Linked DNA regions of Gossypium arboreum: region 2 is linked to region 1. Evidence: chromatin contacts called from public Hi-C data. All regions are on one chromosome and are shown on one strand. Each heading gives the region's core, a stretch centred on a gene start, on an enhancer-like site or on the middle of the called end of the contact. The rest is flanking DNA. Distances are from core to core; before and after follow the strand shown. Region 1 holds the start of LOC108485996 (probable F-box protein At4g22030). Region 2 holds the start of LOC108486533 (aminomethyltransferase, mitochondrial).

Region 1 (6,772 bases), core at 3,463-5,962:
TTTTTAGTCATTTTTCTAATTAACCACATAATTAATAGAATTTTCTGATCGAAATTTTCCTGCAACATTCCTATCATAATATATATCATATCATAATATTAAAATAAAATTTTCTTTTTAACATTTGTGGTTACAAAACTACTATTTCGATTTTACTGAAATTAAACTGCTACAGCCAGTACAATTCACTTAAAAACTCGAGTTCAACAACCTTCCCTTGCAAAATAGCTTAATTTTGCTAATTTTTCTCCTTCCCCCTGTTTTTATGCTACTCATGCCTTTTAACCTAAGTATAAATATCACTTTTTCACTTACTTTTCAGCCTTTAAGTCTATTTTTTCTCCTACCCTAGCAGTTCTCCTCTCCTCTCTTATTTTTTTCCTCTCAAAGTTTCTTCCTTTTTTTGGGATTTCATCACAGTTGTGTTGCCCTGTTTTTTTTATTTTTGTTTGTCCAGTCACCTCATTGAACATTTAGACCTCCTAAACCATCCTTATTTTCTGCCCTAAAATTCCCTTTTTTTCTCTCCTAACATCCTCTTTTACTGTCCATTGCCACTCCCTCTCCCTTGTTCATATCAATGCCAGTAAATCCTATTTTTTTTCTCTGTTCTTATACTTTGTGATCCGATTTTTGGCTACTATTTTTATATCCAATAAGTCATCATTCTAGCCCTTAAAATTTTGCTTTTTGGTTGTCCAAAGATCCCTCCTTGTAGCACCCCAGATTTGCCTCTTTTGTCACCTCAAATGGTGTTGCCACGCCCTTAGAGTACCATTGTTTTGGGATTGTCGTTTCTCTTCAATTTTCGCCCCTACTATTTTAATTTTTTAGATTTTTCCCTCTATTTGGTTCTGATTTAAACGTTCCTAATTGATAATTCAGAAAGATGTTCATCCGACAACTCAGATCAGGGTAATGGGTGGTGCAAAGTGCAAACTTGTGCGAGATCTTGCACTGTTTTTCTTTATTACTAATTTCTTCTTTGGTCGATTGGTTTAAAATCTGAACAGGGGTTTTGGTTACTGATTTTTGGGGATTAATTATGTTTATATGCTGATTTAAACTTCTCGGATCATCAATGACTGCAAAACTCATTCGTACGTATGTTTGGCATCAAATCAGTGTAAGTAGCCTAGTCGATTTAGACAAAAAATTATTACGGTAATGCTAATTTGATTGAACCTTTAAGAGGGTGCTTTAGGGCTGATTTGGAAACATTTTAACTCGATAAATATTGTATTTTAATTTAGGTTCAATTTAAGTCTAAAGGAGGAATCGCAAGTTTGGTAAGTAGTGCTACAGTTGTACAAAAATAAGGTGTGGGTTCCAACCTATAAAATTTAAATGTTAAATAATATTTTTAATACTTAAAATGATGATTAAGCTTGTTGGTCAAACTTAGTTAAATGGCTAAGTGATTTTAATGTGGCTGAATCACGTACGTTTCGAACCTTAAATAAATGGCATGTTTGCAATGTTGCATGACTGATTGAATGTTTGAATGTCTGGTATTGATATGAATTAATATGAATTATTTTGTGATATAATGTATGCTGGTTGTATGAGTAGCACGTATTAGAATAAAAATGAAATGTATGTTTGGGTAAAATGTTGTGAAATATATGAAAGACTGCTACACATGCACTGGAAAATTTCTTATGAATGATAATGAAACTATGACATGTTGGAATGTCACTGTATTGATGGTGAAACTAAATGATTGATAAATGTTATTATCGAATGAAAGTGAATGTTGTTATGAGCATGCAAAACATGCTATTGAAATGGGAATGTAATGGAAACATGATTTTAATTGAAATTTGTATGACATATTACATGTGCATAGGATGGGATTATGTGGATGAAGGAGGAGTTCCGTGAAGTAATGGAGGCATATTAAGTCCGCATATATGTTATCAGTGCACTGCACTGGGAGTAATGAGGAGAACAACGATTATATCATATTTATTTTGAATGGCAGTATATCTTCATTACATATAATGGTGGTTTAACCACATCGAGCCCAACTCGCAATGTATGGAGTTTGGCAGATGAGTTCTGGGGAATTTGTGGTGTATAGCGGATGGTTGGGGTAAGAAATCATTATGTATTATGTTTTTTCCATGACACTTTTGAATGGTAATGCTTATGCTATGTTTGTGTTACAATGTTATTAATGATGAATGATATATGAATAATATTATGTTTATGCTAGTTAGCTCACCCCATAGTTTCAACCATCTCAAGTAATGCTTGAGACTAGGATCAAACATGGCATGCGGACATATGATGGACTTTGGACTTTTAAATTATTCTGCTTACGTTTTTCCTAAATTTATTTGGTTTTTGGATTTATAAATTTTTCTTTTTATAAACTTAACTTTCTAAATTATTCCCATGTGAGTTTTCCCACTTCTCATAGCCATAAGTGGTACTCACCCGTGAATAAGTTAGAAAGTTAAGTGAAAAGGGCTATGGACTTAGAATGGAAAATATCAATAACCTTGATGATGATCTTCAACATGAATTTCTATTGTGAATTGTTAAAGAACCATTGACCAGTATGTTGAGTTCCATAATTCGATAATCAAATTTGAATTAGTTGAAAAATGGCATAATATAATGGAAATGAATCTTGAATAGTTCTTGATAAGAGACTCAACATTTATTTTAGGATAGGATAAGTTGACTTATCTTTGAGTACTTACTAAGCTTTTTAAAGCTCACGCGTTAATGGTTTAAAACACGTAGGTAAGATACGAGTGAAAAGCATAAGGTCCGAGCTTGGGAGCTTCATGTCACAACTCACTTGAGGTTGTAACATATTTATATTAGTGTTATTGTATAAGGATTTTGCATGTACATAAGGACCTAATTTGATTGTGGTATTTGTAAATTTTGATTTGAAAATTTAAGTTGTTTTAATGTAATTATCCAAGTTTTATTCCATTATTTGACTTGGATATTTATGCTTCGAATTATGAGTTCAAATGTGTTTTAAATTAGATTTTTATGTTTTGGAACATATGAAAATGATATGGACATGTTTAGGCATGATTTTAAGTGTTTTTGGACTGATTCTCAATTTCAGGGGCCTAGGGTCCGGTACCTTTGCCAAGGGTATCGCACCCTGACTTGGCAGAATGCCAAAATCTACAGTACAGGGACCTAGGTACTGATACCTAGACCCTAGATACTGACACATAGGCCCTTGGGCAAGGGTCCTGCATTGTTTTGGTCGTTTTAAGTCCTCTGTAGCTTACACGTGTGTTTTGGTCGTTTTAAGTCCTCTGTGGCTTACACGTGACCTCGGGTACCTCCAATCACATGAAAAAATAGTAATAAAAAAAAATTATGATTTTATTTAAAATTTTTAAAATTTTAAATTATGATAAAATTAGTACTTTCTTCAATCCAAACGACTTCATTTTAACCCAAAAAACATCGGGCATTTATTTTATGTTACATGTCAAACCTCTAAGAAGTATTTCAAAATGATTTTTAAAAGGATTCGAACTTCCTAAATGTTGAGATTTGTTTTTGAAGAATTTTTATTAAAACCTTAAATGATGTTTTATTAAAATAATAATTATTATATACTAGCTAAGAAAATATTTCGATAGCATCTTTTGAAAAATAAAAATACTTCAAAAAAGAAAAAATCCCTTTAGTAAAACCCAAATATTCAAAAACTCGACTCTACTTGATTTAGTTATGTAAAGTTCATATGCAAGAGAGAGCAGATTACGTCAGTTAGTTTGAGGTCAGTCTCAAAGAATGTTAACGGTAATACAAATAGACTGCCTATGAGAAAGCTTATTGAGACCTTACTTACTATTGAACCAATAGAATCAAACTCGCCTACACGCTACGCAAAAGTCGCCATGGACTTGGTTTTATCACTTCCATTGCTAATACCCCAAAGAGGAAACAATCCTGATCAACTTGAAGATTATGGAAGCCAATAGGGTAAGCCAACGGCAAAGGACCTTGGGATCATTGATCAATAGATAGTATAGATTTGGATATTTATATCCACTGTTTTTTTGCAAGTTTTAATATAGTGGGTTTACAGAATGAGGGTAGTATAAATTATCCAAATTTACTTTACAGTATGATGACTTTGAAATCAAATCATAGAAATAAAAATCAAATTCATACATTAACTTTGGGTTCAATTAATATTCAATTAGTAATGTCATAAATGAACTTTGATTTTGTGCGATTTTATACATGATATTTTGATTTGATTTAATTTTCACAAATGACTAACAACATTATCTAATTAGCATAATTTTACGTTGATATATTACATGCACAAACAATATTAATATAATATGCAAATAAATGTGGGGTATTTATTTCTTTAAATGTATATAATTGAATCAAAATCAAAATTTTATGTATACATATAAATCACAATTCAAATTTCATGTATACAATTACAAAAATTAAAATTCATATATCAAATTATACATTGACCCAAAATTGATACTCATTCCAAAATATATATTATTCATACTTAATTCAAATTCATTGTTGTAAATTTCCAAAATAATATTCAACTTACTAGATTGGGATGTTTAACATATACCATATGTGATAGATAATTTAATTAATACATATTTGTGTTGTAATACTTGAATTTAATACTAATGATAAATAGATTCTAATTTTGAATTATATTTCTAGATATTATAATATTAGGGATGAAAGAGTATATTTATGGATTTATATTCAAACTTTGCTGTAGCACTAGATCACTTACAGTCATTGGCTCCTCGGTTGCTATAAATGAGGCTCTAGAGTTTCCCCTTGGCTTTCTCTACAAGAAAACCTTGCTTGTTTCCCATCTCAAAGAAGAACAACCCTGTCACATGGCTTCTTCTCCATCAGTTCCAAAAGTATCGACCCAAAATTTGAATGAGGAATATAATACTGGGAATGGGTTTATCAACACAATCCCGAATGAAAAATGCGCCGTCACTAAGACACCATTGGTTCAAGAAACCTCATCTGTTTCAATGGCTACCATGCAACTTTATGCTGTCTTAGAAACTGTTGCCGATAGAGTGGAGATGCACAAGAATATCGGCAATCAACGAGAAAACTGGAACACCCTTCTTCTTAACTCCACTAACATGATGATTCTTACTGGTGCAACTATGGCTGGTGTTACAGCAACTAGCCATGGTGTTTCTGTTTTGGGCTTGAAGTTGGGTTCCATTCTCTTATTCTCAGCAGCCACTGCAACGTTGGTGATTATGAACAAGATCCAACCTTCACAGCTTGTGGAAGAGCAACGTAAGGCAACGAAATTGTTTAAGCAGCTTGGGAGCCAAGTACAAACCCTAATCACTGTTGGTTCCCCAAGCAAAGAAGATGTGAAAGATGTTATGGGAAAAATCTTGGTCATTGATAAAGCTTACCCTCTTGCCCTGCTAGGTGGTGTAATGCTTGAAAAATTCCCGGAAAGTTTAGAGCATGCTGTTTGGTGGCCTAGAAACGAGTCTCAGAAAGATAATATCAATAGAAAGGTGGAGATGGGCAATGGGTGGACTAAGGAGCTCGAAATGGAAATGAGGGAAATCGTTGAGGTGATTAAGAGAAAAGACAGTGAAGATTATGAGAGATTAGGCAACAAAGCATTGAAGATAAACAAAGTTTTAGCTACATCAGGGACATTACTAACTGGAATTGCAGCTTTGGCATCTACTTTCATGGGGTCTTCCAATATCGGACCTTGGGCAGCAATAGTGGCAACCATTACAGGAGCTTTAGCTTCAGCTGTTAACACTTTCGAGCATGGCGGCCAAGTTGGTATGGTGTTTGAGATGTATAGGAACAACGCCGGCTTCTTTAAATATATGCAGGAATCGATTGAATCGACTTTGGATGAAAGTGATGTGAAGAAAAGAGAACAGGGAGCGTTGTTTGAAATGAAGGTAGCATTGCAATTAGGCAGAAGCTTATCACAGTTGAGAAATTTAGCCAAAAAATCCAGTTATTCTCGTATAGAAGGAATCCCCATTGATGAATTTGCAAGCAAGTTGTTTTAATGTTGCACTAGATTCATGATCATAACAAGAACTATTAATTGCATGGCACTGTATTCACACCTGATGGATCCCAATACTCTGTTTCCATAATAAATTAGAATAAAAATACTTTTAAGTTTTGTTACTATATAAATTTTTACACCTACCACCCGAAATACAATGTTTCGGTTTATACAAAATAAATATTTCTTTTTAATATTTTATTATACCTTATACAACATTTATTAACTCCTAACATTATTTTTAAAGTCTAAAATACCAAAATATTATTTTATCTTCAATATATGGCTTTAGTAATTACTAATATTTGCAAAGCCTAGCAAGGCCCTAGAGGGTTTCTCCTTCATAGGAGCGCTCCTTCCAATATAAGAAAGTTAATGATTGTTCTATTCTGTTTAGTTACGAAGTTAAATAAATGAATATAAATAAAATTTTGAGGCTTTATTAAATGAATTAAACATAAATAAAGTTTATTCAATTTATTTATGTTCATGAATAAACTAGTTTATGCTCATTTAAAATTCGTTTAATAAATTATTTAAAGTTCATTTATTGTTTCATTAGTATATATTAATAAAATTATTATAGTTTTTATTTTTTATTTATAATATTTATATTTGATTATTGTATATCTAAAAGTAATATGTGAATGTGTTTATTGTTTGTTTATTTGTTTATTATTCATGAACATTGTTCGTGAACATGTTCAA
Region 2 (6,650 bases), core at 1,582-4,081, 170 kb after region 1:
AGTATCATAGGGCTTTTTTTCTTTTTTTTTTTCTACATATATACTTCTTTAGATAAGCATAGAATGTTTTCTAACCGTTTCTTTTTGCTGTCTATGGTACATATCATCAAAAGGGAATTTTGTTGTTAATATAACATGTGATTTATGTAATTTCAGGTACCTATGACTAGACTTAGAAAACGTGTTGCAACACGTTTGAAGGACTCTCAAAACACTTTCGCAATGTTGACAACATTCAATGAAGTTGATATGTAACTGCCACCCCTTCTTGTAGTAATGTTGTAGAATGTGAATTGCTGTTCTTCTCTGTTGCAACTTTTTGTTCTTTCAGTTCTTATGATTCACCAAGACATAGAATCTATGCTGTTTGGCTTAGACTAATCTTTTGGTCATGTTTCAAAATGGATACGCATCTCTTATTGTGATATTATACAATCACAAGTTTCTCATGTAATTTTAAGCCGGTAATGACTTAGTTTTGCATATTTTCCCCTCTCCTTTGACATACAATTCCAGGACCAGTTTGATGAAGCTCCGTTCTGACTATAAGGATGCTTTTTTCGAGAAACATGGAGTAAAGTTAGGACTTATGTCGGGATTTGTAAAGGTAACACTCACCAAAACCTAAAGACACATGTGCGTTTGTGTCTGTGTATAAATATACAATCTTCATTTAAAATGTCTTATCTCCTTTCAGGCAGCTGTTAGCGCTCTTCAGAATCAACCAATTGTCAATGCTGTAATTGATGGGGACGACATAATATATAGAGATTACATTGATATCAGTATTGCTGTTGGTACTCCAAAGGTCTGTCAGTTTCTCTCACTCTATGTAAAGTGATTTGGCAATGTAGTTATCAGACGCCATTTATTCCTTCAAAATTCCATCTGAAGATAATATCTAGCTTCTCTGGGGCATCTGAAGCCTTTAAATGTGGTAAAAGAAATACTTGTTTAAGGAATCGATTATTGTGATAGCTGAATTCTATACAAACTAATAAGAACTTTGAGTTTGTAGATTCATGGTTTACTTAGCACTCACCTTAAAGGTCAAACTGGGGCTAGATTGCTTGAGGTTGTAATATATGCATTGGGATCATTCACTTCCATTCTAATTTGATATGCCATTGCTAATTGATGCCATTTTGTGCTTGTGTTTTCAGATAAAAATAGTAGCTAGATTCCAAAGTACACCATTTTCTGTTATTTACGTCTGTATGTACTAATGCAAATGTGATTGGTTGTTTGCTCGCCACTGTTTATCTGAACTTCCCACTTTGCTGAGTGGAGGTATTCTTTAAGATGCTGCATAATTGAGATTTTGTCAATTGTCGTATCATCATTGAGATCTCGATGCTCCTTATAATCTCTAAATTTTGTCATCTCCTTAAATGATAGTTTTTCTTTTGTTTTCCTAGTCTAGCAAATTAAGATATGTTAAGGAATACTCTTATTTCAATTTATCATTGCTTTCCATATTCTCTGCCTGCACGCTGCACCACCTTTTTCATCATAAATGTGCTAAAGTCCTCAACTGTGTTTTGGTTTCCAGTTCTCCATCTATATCTGAAACTGCGTTGCTTTCGCTGACTTTTTTCCAGGGCCTTGTAGTTCCAGTAATCCGAAATGCTGACAGAATGAACTTTGCTGAAATCGAGAAAGGGATAAACATCCTTGCTAAGAAGGCAAATGATGGATCTTTATCAATTGATGAGATGGCTGGGGGCTCATTCACAATATCCAATGGTGGTGTTTATGGAAGCCTCTTAAGTACTCCAATTATTAATCCCCCTCAGGTGAGATGCTTTACAGTCAATTTACTCCTCCCCCCCTCTCCCCCATGTCTCATTCGGATGAACTTGTAATGTATAACAAGTGAAGCTTTGTTTTCTGGGAAATAAGCCGATTATCCATGTTTAATGCATTTTTTACCACACATTCATGGCTTTGCATTCACAAGTAAATATGCTAGATCCGATATCTTTCTTCCATGTTCTCTTTTTACTAACAGTTGTTTGTTCTTTCTAAGTCGGCTATTCTGGGAATGCACTCCATAGTTAGCCGTCCAATGGTTGTCAGTGGAGAAGTTGTTCCAAGGCCAATGATGTACATTGCACTGACGTATGACCATCGACTGATTGATGGAAGGGAAGCAGTATTCTTCTTGCGTCGCATTAAAGATGTTGTGGAGGATCCGCGGAGACTGCTGCTCGATGTATAAGGAAACCATATAAACAACAGTCTATCTATAGCCTGGATATGGCACACATTTTCTTGGGTGTAGAATAAATAGCAACTGAGATTTCCAGGCTCTTATATTTGCATTTTCTTGGTGTGCCATATCATTTTCCTATTGTATCTGTTAAAAGGCCTATGGTGGTCGATCATCTGCTCCAAAATAAAGCATTCCTTCGTTTTTTATTGATATCATTCTAGTTAAATGGAGAAAACAAGCAATGGAGTCATTCAATGACTAATCTTCCAAATAGTTGAAGCTGAACTCTTCTTTATAAAAAGGAACCCATTTTCTTTTGAGAGAAACAAAGTACTTACCAATTTCAATGAAACTGTTAATTAGTAAACTAATCACATGAATTTTTCGATTTAAAGAAATCAGAGCCACCAACCAACCAAGAATAGCTTGGGTTAAAAACCTTTTTTAACAGCTAATAGTTGAGGACGCCAACACAGATCTCACCAACTCCCAATTTCATTCCTTTTTAGTGGTAGATTAGTATCTCCATACTACAGTGATCTCTCAACTGCATGGGTCCCCCCTATCTGAGACACTAATCCAATGTTTTCGTTTCTAAACTCAGTTCAATTACAGACCAGTTACATTAGACCTTGTTGGCACTGTAACAGAGACAGACAATTTTAACCTCGGACAAAATCAGCAACATGCCTTAGATTCCTTGTCATGACAGCCGTTAGATGAAGTTGAGTAAGACATGCAGAGAAAGGAGACAAGGATTTGGGAAGTGGTGAAATAGCTCTAAAGCCCTTTAAGCACCACTCGCTGAAGATTTGGTTTTTATTTTTTGGATTTGGCAGAGAAACCCCCTCCTCCACTCACTCCTGTGCTACCAACCACTTTCCTCATTTTTTTTTTTAAATGCCCAAAATAATATTTTTACATCTAATTTCTTTGGCGCATATATAAAAGGCTATCCTTTTTTACTTTCTTCTTTTGGCCCAGAGTTGGCAGAGGAATGCTCTTTTGTGCTCTCTGAATTGCTCTCTTTTTGAAGACCGCAAACAAGGGTTCTGTGTAAGCCTTTTCACTCTCTTATTCTTTTTCTCTGACTGCATTTGTAGCTTGACGTTGTCTTTGTGATTCTGTGATAAACGGGATTGAGATCTCGATAACGTGATAGCATTGGTTTCTTTTCTTGATTTGCTAAATACCCTTTTCAGTTTTGATCATTTGCATCTCAAAAACTGTGGTATAATGTCGTGGTTTTCATTGTATATTGTCGGATGGTCGGATTATTTGGAGAATGTCTCTATTGGATACTTCAGTGCTGATTTTAGATCGTATTGGGTTATCATCTGTCAACAAATGCCTTTGATGCTTTTCTTGGGAATATGGTGTTGGATTGTAACATTAAGATTGAATGGATTCGTTAGATTATGGCATTATGCGTATGATTTAGAAGCCAATAAATATTTTCAATAAATGGATGTGTTGTTTAACCCCATATAGGTTCACTGCTGTTAAAAATCACTTCTCCCCTTTAAATTTGAATGCTCCTAAAAATCTTTGTAGTGGCAAGTGAATGCTATTCTTAGTAGTACAATATTGTCTTGTTTCTGAGAATTTGCTCTTCATCAGATATTTCAACTTTAGAAGATGAGGGGAAGTCTTTGGCAACTTGGGCAATCAATTACTCGTCGTCTTTCACAGGCTGACAAGAAGGCTGTAGCACGTCGGTACTTTGCTTCAGAGGCAGATCTGAAGAAAACTGTTCTTTTTGATTTCCATGTTGCTCATGGTGGGAAGATGGTCCCATTCGCGGGATGGAGCATGCCCATTCAGTACAAGGACTCAATCATGGACTCAACTGTGAATTGCAGGGAGAATGGTGGACTGTTTGATGTATCCCATATGTGTGGGCTGAGCCTTAAGGGAAAGGACTCTGTTTCATTCCTTGAAAAGCTCGTCATTGCTGATGTAGCTGGCCTTGCCCCCGGAACTGGAACTCTAACTGTTTTTACAAATGAGAAAGGAGGGGCAATCGATGATTCCGTGATTACTAAAGTGAAAGATGATCACATATATCTGGTTGTGAATGCAGGCTGCAGGGATAAGGATCTGGCTCACATTGAAGAGCATATGAAAGCATTCAAGGCCAAAGGTGGTGATGTCTCGTGGCACATCCATGATGAGAGATCTCTTCTAGCTCTCCAGGTTAATCACTACACCCTTTCGATTATTAGGTCTCCGTATTTGATTCTATCAATTTGCCAGTGATTGTTGAGCCAAACATGCATGCTTTTCATACTTTCTTGAGTTGTAGTCCACACAAATGTTCTCCTTTTATTCTTGAATAATTTGGTCAACTAGCACAGATTTGCAGGTTAGTGAAGAAATGACTTTCCTGTAGCATTTGAACAATTTTGAAACATATAATTCTATTACAGGGTCCTCTTGCTGCCCCAGTTCTTCAACATCTGACAAAGGATGATTTGAGTAAGATATATTTTGGGGAATTCCGAATATTGGATATCAACGGTGCAACATGTTTTCTCACTCGGACAGGGTAATCTTCAATTTTGTTTCTTTCATATTCCAAGAGTACTGGCTTGGTTGGCAGGTTGAATGTTATCATATCTTGGGATGCTATGGAGGATAACTGATAAAGTTGTCTCTTATCTATCTATTTTTCAGGTACACCGGTGAGGATGGATTTGAAATCTCAGTTCCTTCAGAAAATGCTCTGGATCTTGCCAAAGCAATCTTGGAGAAATCGGAAGGAAAGGTAAGGTTGACAGGACTTGGAGCTCGAGACAGTCTCCGACTCGAAGCTGGCCTATGTTTATACGGCAATGACATGGAACAACACATTTCACCAGTCGAAGCTGGACTGACATGGGCCATAGGGAAGAGGAGAAGAGCAGAAGGTGGATTCTTAGGAGCTGAGGTAATCCTGAAACAACTGGCAGAGGGTCCGTCGATCAGGAGAGTCGGCTTCACCTCCACCGGCCCACCTCCAAGATCTCACAGTGAGATTCAGGACGAGAAAGGGAACAACATTGGAGAAATCACCAGCGGAGGATTTAGCCCCTGCCTGAAGAAGAACATAGCAATGGGATATGTGAAATCTGGATTACACAAGGCAGGCACCAAAGCTAAGATTTTGGTAAGAGGAAAGGCCTATGATGGAGTAGTCACAAAAATGCCTTTTATACCCACAAAATATTACAAGCCATCCTAAGATGGAATTTACGCTTTCAGCTCCTCAGTTTTCCTGCGTTGTTTCATCTGCAATCAAATGCCAATGCCCTGTTTCTCTTTTAACTTACATGACATTACATGAACATGCTGTTGTTTATTGCTTGTATTCTGTTCAATTCCAATTTCTCGAATAATGATAATGGATTTTATATATCAGTAAGAAAGGGAAAGATTGAAATCGTGGCAAAGTTTCATAATGGCTTGGCATTTTCTTTATCTAGGTTTTATCTCTTACTCTGTCAAAGTGACTTGGACTGTCTAAACAGGTAGAACCGCAATAAATTAAGGAATTTATACAGTCTCATTCATGATAGCAAGCTTTTCATCAATGATTGAAGTCCCTTTTAGATGGGCAGAACGCTTATTTGTAATTAGTATAAAAATAGCAATATAATTAATATAAAAATAACAATAACAGTGAAATTAAATATTATACACTGCAATAGTGATAAATACTCGTCCAAAGAAGTCCTTAAATCTCATTGAGAATGAGGTCGAGTCAGATTATGCACAATTGTTTGAAGAAAAGATTCATGGGATAGGCATGAATATGATGATGATTCTGAAACGACGGCGGATAAGGGGAACGTCGCTATATTTGGTTGCTTGTGACAAATTAATAAGTTCTGGGTGTTGACGTGCATCTCTAGGCAATAAAAATCTTGGTATTTGAGGACTCCAAATAATTCACGTAAAATGCTTTAAAAATTTCGTTTTAAATTTCCTTCAAACAACTGAATCTCTGGGAACCATTCAAATATCAAGTGGGGTTAAGCTTTAGCCCATTTCCAAGATTCTTCCTTTTTACGGTTTCTTCAAATATTCTTAATTTCAACCCTTCTCTCCAACACAAAATCCTCCAAGGTAATATACTAATTTTCTTTTCTTTTCAGTTTAATGAACACACTTCTTTGATCATCTGTATCCTCTCTGTGGTTTCAATTTAATTTTTCTAAGCGCTTTAATCAAGAAAGAAAATAATCGCTTAGCGATGATCAGATGAGTTTTTTCTTTTCTCCAAGTTATAAAATTCCTCTTAATTTGCAATCATCTTAATTGTTCTTGTTTTATTTCCTCGTTTGAAGGCTATAAACGTAGGATGGTTCCATGATGTTGGTGGTAAATCCTCCGGGAACAATCAACCAAATCCAGACATTTCTGGGCAATACTCTTCTTCATTCTAAACTACCTT

Evidence for each region. A called contact is a pair of places that touch in the nucleus more often than the background predicts.
Region 2: a Hi-C map of leaf shows a contact between it and region 1, with 4 times the contacts expected there. The contact joins the promoter of LOC108486533 here to the promoter of LOC108485996 in region 1. A contact is called at or near these places in 2 of 5 Hi-C or Micro-C datasets (both in leaf).

The regions. Positions count from the first base shown.
Region 1 is chr6:12,991,507-12,998,278 of ASM2569848v2, forward strand. LOC108485996 (probable F-box protein At4g22030) reads left to right here and starts at 4,713. Exons shown (of 1, transcript XM_017789827.2): 1 at 4,713-6,105. The coding sequence starts at 4,713. The coding sequence ends at 6,062. It overlaps LOC108486711 (a long non-coding RNA gene), which reads left to right and starts at 302. Exons shown (of 3, transcript XR_001871523.2): 1 at 302-1,126; 2 at 1,850-2,095; 3 at 2,755-2,981.
Region 2 is chr6:13,165,411-13,172,060 of ASM2569848v2, forward strand. LOC108486533 (aminomethyltransferase, mitochondrial) reads left to right here and starts at 2,832. Exons shown (of 4, transcript XM_017790636.2): 1 at 2,832-3,271; 2 at 3,836-4,411; 3 at 4,645-4,763; 4 at 4,892-5,655. The coding sequence starts at 3,854. The coding sequence ends at 5,438. It overlaps LOC108484046 (dihydrolipoyllysine-residue succinyltransferase component of 2-oxoglutarate dehydrogenase complex 2, mitochondrial-like), which reads left to right. Exons shown (of 15, transcript XM_017787663.2): 11 at 157-251; 12 at 517-607; 13 at 698-808; 14 at 1,602-1,796; 15 at 2,030-2,425. The coding sequence ends at 2,221. It overlaps LOC108484641, which reads left to right and starts at 6,093. Exons shown (of 7, transcript XM_017788504.2): 1 at 6,093-6,322; 2 at 6,544-6,650. The coding sequence starts at 6,566.